Regions from separate parts of the Gossypium hirsutum genome. Here region 2 is linked to region 1. Evidence: chromatin contacts called from public Hi-C data. All regions are on one chromosome and are shown on one strand. The core of a region is the stretch at or near the end of the contact, and the rest is flanking DNA. Distances in the headings are between cores, read along the strand shown. Region 1 holds the start of LOC107953219 (zinc finger protein BALDIBIS). Region 2 holds the start of LOC107953224 (DNA polymerase epsilon subunit C).

Evidence for each region. Hi-C and Micro-C count contacts between places; a contact is called where the count stands out from the background.
Region 2: a Hi-C map of leaf shows a contact between it and region 1, with 3 times the contacts expected there. The contact joins the promoter of LOC107953224 here to the promoter of LOC107953219 in region 1. A contact is called at or near these places in 7 of 34 Hi-C or Micro-C datasets (anther, leaf, petal and 1 more).

The regions. Positions count from the first base shown.
Region 1 is chrA07:22,926,687-22,929,386 of Gossypium_hirsutum_v2.1, forward strand. It overlaps LOC107953219 (zinc finger protein BALDIBIS), which reads left to right and starts at 1,257. Exons shown (of 3, transcript XM_016888457.2): 1 at 1,257-1,766; 2 at 1,850-2,246; 3 at 2,399-2,700. The coding sequence starts at 1,643.
Region 2 is chrA07:23,121,529-23,124,228 of Gossypium_hirsutum_v2.1, forward strand. LOC107953224 (DNA polymerase epsilon subunit C) reads right to left here and starts at 1,348. Exons shown (of 4, transcript XM_041117780.1): 1 at 716-1,348; 2 at 205-289. The coding sequence starts at 1,171. It overlaps LOC107953223 (pentatricopeptide repeat-containing protein At5g18475), which reads right to left. Exons shown (of 2, transcript XM_016888460.2): 1 at 2,305-2,700; 2 at 1,388-2,238. The coding sequence ends at 1,520.

The DNA.
Region 1 (2,700 bases), core at 7-2,506:
AAACCCCATCAACAACGTTATATCTTCTAGCGTTATTGGCACTTTGCTGTATTAGAGATAAAACATAGATATGAGTGACAGAACGTAAGTAACTCTCCCAATTTGGCTTACGTGGAAGAATTTAGTACCTCTTAATTGATGAATGATTCTGTCGCCAGGCAAACCTATACTCGTATTGTTGCGAAGCCAAGCCACAAGATAATATTGAAGTGTCATTAAACTCCGACCAACATGCCCTTCTTAGGATCTCAATAAGTTGCAGCCATTATAGAGCAATTGATAATTGTAATTTAGAGGTACTTAGTTGTGTAAAGGGAAGGTAGAATGTAAAATATGTTTTGTTTTGTTTTACCGTGCAAAATTAACAAGTTTAATTGCCTATTTATAGTTTCTGAAATCATGGTTATGCTATGATTTTAAGTGAAAGTCAACAACCACATGTGTTAACTTCAACTTATATTTTTATTAAAATTTATTAAGGTTACATTATCTATTTTTTTTAAAGTAATAACGAAGTTGATATCACTAAATGTCGAGTTTATGATTTAGGTTTATCTGCAACTGTTTCAAAATTTATTTTCAATTGTTACCGATTAATTTTAAAATTTTTCTCATGAACTTGACACTAATTGATATGGAGGTATAATAATCATAACAAAATAGTTAACTCTTCTTTCAAAAGCATACAAAAAAACTTGAAAGGATTGTTAAGTATCCTTAGCTCAACACCCAATAAATATAGAAATACTCTTAAAGAAACATATTCTAATAAATTTCCCTCAAAGATATATTAGTAAATAATATACAAAAATATATAACACTATATTTTTAATAGAAAAATATAAATTCAAACTTTAAAAATAATGTTAAGAAAAAAAAGAAAAGGAAGAACTACAAAATTTAAAAATAAATATTAATAACCAACAAGAAATATACGCATAATTAAAAAAATCACGGTTACTTTACATCATGTCAGTAACTATTATATAATTATTTTTTAAAAAGGTAAGTGTTTATTATAAGAATAAGTAAATTATTACTTGTTAAACTATTTAATGAAATATATAATTGGGTGAATTTACAGTCTCTTAAAATTTTTCCTTTTTTGTTTTGTTCAGATCCCTTACTACTTTTTTTTTTTTTAATTTCACCTCATCTGACCTTTTTGCATGATCTCTCTCACATGTAGCATTTTAAAACGATTGCAAATAATATAATAATTATATATCAGAATTACTTATATATAAAGGTGGTCCTGCTGAGTCTATGGCTGACTGACTTCGAGGGAGCTCGTGTAAGATAAGCAGATAAAAAAAATATATTCCCTCCAGCTACCTTTCTTTTTGGTTTTTTCTTTGGGTTAATTTTAAGCCAAAACTGAACAACCTCTTCAACCAAACCCCATATTCATATACATATATATAGTTTCACTGAGTTTGAAAAAGTTCAAAAATCAATCTTTCCCTTCTTTCAGAATCCAAAAAGAAAAACCCAAAAGAGAGAGAGATCTGTTGGGTTGTGTTTTACTTTGTAGCAAATTAAGCTTCTTCTATTTTGTAGTATAAACTAAATCACCAGGTTTGAACCAGTAGTTTAGTTTAGGTTTCACGAAGCTGCTTCAATTCATCAAAGTATATCAGAAATGATGTCTCCAGATGGGCTTTCGATTCCCTCAACTGTCAAAGGTTTAGCTCAAGCTCAACAACCAAATCCAAACCCTAACCCTAATCCAGTGAAGAAGAAAAGAAATTTTCCAGGAACGCCAGGCAAGTTTATGTAATATCAAGTTATCACTATTATTAACTTTTAGAAGTGTATTTTCTTGATGGATTTTTGTTGAATTAAGCAGATCCAGATGCAGAGGTTATAGCTTTGTCCCCAAAATCTCTCATGGCGACCAACAGATTCCTCTGTGAAATCTGCAATAAAGGTTTCCAAAGGGACCAGAATTTACAACTCCATAGGAGAGGTCACAATCTGCCATGGAAGCTGAAGCAAAGAACAAACAAAGAAGTTAGAAAGAAAGTTTACATCTGCCCTGAAAAGACCTGCGTTCACCATGACCCATCCAGAGCTCTAGGAGACCTCACTGGCATCAAGAAGCACTTCAGCCGGAAACACGGCGAGAAGAAATGGAAGTGTGAGAAATGTTCCAAGAAATACGCAGTTCAGTCGGATTGGAAAGCTCACAGTAAGATTTGTGGCACTCGAGAGTATAGATGTGACTGTGGAACTCTCTTTTCCAGGTAACTCCAAATGCTTATATATAGTTTATGGGGAATTTCGTATGATTATTAGTTTTTTGGAGTATTTAATGAGGTCTGACCCTAAAATGGCTGCTCTTAGTTAACGATTCGAGAAGGGTTTTTATTAGTTTCTTTCTTTTTATATCATACAGGAAGGATAGCTTCATAACTCATAGAGCTTTCTGCGATGCTTTAGCTGAAGAAAGTGCAAGATTCACCTCGGTTTCAACGAATGTTAACCCAGCGGCAGCATCCTTTAGAAATGATTTGATACATGGGGCCAATAACAATGGGATGCACCAATTTTCATCAGGGTTTAGGCCAGAGTTCGGTGGTTTAGAGCTAGTCGACAACCTCAACTCAAATGGGCAAAACCCAAGGCTACAGTTATGGCTTGACGAAGCTAATAACCCTTTTGGTATCCCCAGTAATACAAACGCTTTCTTAGCACCAA
Region 2 (2,700 bases), core at 98-2,597, 190 kb after region 1:
ATAACATATCTAAGAAAACCACTCAAAACCCCTATCTTTACCGAAAATGCATCTCAAGCTTCAATCCTGGCAATAGTTAGTGTTGTTTGAGCAAATATGTGTAAGGTCGAGTAAGTCAAGGCTCATGCTAATATTCTACAGTAATGTCAGATAGAACCGGCAAAGGAAACAACATATACAAGGGGGATTCAAAAAGGAACGTACATAGGTGCTTGTAACTAAGTGATTTCTTGCGATCTTTAATGGAGCATTTGTATCCATCTTCGCAGAACTTTTCAAGAAACAATTCCTGCAGAAAACAAAAATAAATTTAGACAATAAACAATATGAAACAGAGTGATAATTACCTTTCGACCAAACAATGCTCATACCATACCAATTCCACAGAGAAGAAGAAACAACATACAAAACACCAATTTTTTTTAATTTAAAAAACAACAACAATTTTGAGCAGAATTAAAGCAATGATTTAAGACCAGCAATTTCGAGATCCCAACTTTTCAAAATACATTTAAGGCATGCATTCAACCAAACATAGACCCCATAAATGACAGCAAAGGATTATCAAGCTTTAACCTTGGAGGATAAACACATTGAGAAAAAAACCCCACTTTATGACTTTAAAGACTAAAAAAAGGAAGGAAAAGATTCAAAGGAAACCCTAAAGGCATTCAGGAAAATAACCCCAAAAAAGGGGGAAAGAAAAAGGAATTACCGCGGCTTTGTTAACAAGAAAAACAACATCTTGAGAAACAGCCATATGTGAATCTTCAGTCTTGATTATCCTCTTGATTCTGTTCATTGGAAATCTACACACCTTTGCTTCTTCTTCTTCCTCGTCTACTTCTTCCTTTCGCTTTCTTTTGCTGTCGGGTTTAACGTTCTTGTGGTAGTTGTTTCTGTTTTCTTCGGGTTCTGATTCAGAGCTTGAAGATGGGTCGGCAATAACCTGGGACTTGACTGGGATTCCATTGCTGCTCTTGTTTTTGCTTTTGTCTGGCTTTAATTCGGGCTTTGGCTTTGATTTGGTAGGTATTTTGGAGGCACTTGCTTTCTTCTCTGGTTTTTTAATGGATTTTTTTGCGTCTTTGTCAGCGGTTCTGTTGCTCTTCTCCTTATGCTTCTTCTTGTTCTTGTTCTGTTCTTTGGGTTTCTTGGAAGAGGAGGCCATTGCGCTCTCGCTCTCTCACAGATTCCGAAAAATCTCAACTCCGAACTCCAGAGATCTGATATATAAGGCCATTATGTAGATTGGGTTCTTCATGGGCTTAACTTTAAATGGGCTACGAAACCAATTGGTGAGTGACAAAAAGTAGGATTCCCTTTTAAAAGAAGTCTTAAAAATCCAATTAACTGCAACACAATTCAGATGGGGGCAGCTTCAATATATTGTACTCTGAATTTTAGACAAAAATAAAAAAAAATTATAATTCGGTAATATTCAAGTATCACCGAGAAAATACATGGACGTATCACTAAATCAAATGCTCAACAATGATAGTTTTACATGCATAGGAGGCTAAGCAAAAGTAGCACCAACATGAAGATTATGAGTACATTCTTTTATTACTAACTCATCAAGTAGTTCAAAAACAGGCAGCAATTTCCTATCTTTGCAATTCATTTCAATCAGAAACTCCCAACAATGTGGTTCTGGTTTAAACCCCGTTTCAGCCAATCCAAACAATGCTGTAACTGCATCATCTAACATTCCAGCTTTACAAAGCTGAATCAACACCTCATTCGATGTTGCATAATGTGGAAAAACCCCCCTATCCAACATCAGACCCAACAGCTTCGCTGCCTTTTCCATTTCATCTTTCTGCCATAATGCATTCAATACAATTCTGTAACTTGCTTTGTTCAAGTAAACACCTTCATATGGCAGCTTCTCGAGCATCTGAAGCGCCTCATGGAACCTACTTTCTCTGCATAACCCACCAAGTAATACATTTAAAGTAACAACATCGGCTTCACATTTGTTTTCCTTCATTTCCTTAAGCAATGGCATCACCTCATCGATTCTACTAGCCCTACAAAGGCAATTCATCAATGTAGTATAAACAATTGTATCAGGTTTCAGACCTGTGCTCTTCATCTCAACAAAAAGTTGTTTGGCTTCTTCCCAACTTCCCTCCTTGCATAAGCCATTCATCAAAGCAGAGTAGTTGAATAAATTAGGGCTGCATCCATTGTTTTTCATAAACTCTATTATCTTTCTCGCCCGATCGACTTTTCCTTCACGACAGAAGCCATTAATTAACAAATTATAGGTTAAAGCATCAGGCAATATCTGATCCTTACCAACCATTTCCTCAAACAATTCGATGGCTTCTTTAAGTCGTCTACTTTCACAGAGACCACCTATCAAGGTTGAGTAAGTAATCAGATTGGGATAAGAAACCTTAGATTTTTTCATCTCCTTTACAACTTCAAACGCAGATTCAAGGTCTCCATTATTACAATGATGTTTAACCAAGATGTTAAAAATGCAGGTATTGGGTCTCAACCTGAGAGATTTCTTCGAGTTCAACAGAAAATCTCGAGCCAAATCAACCTGGTTCGATTCAATCAGGAGATTAAGACAAGTACTAATAGCTTTCAGTGAAGGTTTTTCACGAACAATGGGCTGAATTGCATTGAACATCTCAAGTACCTTATCATGTAAAGAAAACCTGGAAAAATGCTTCATGAGATTGA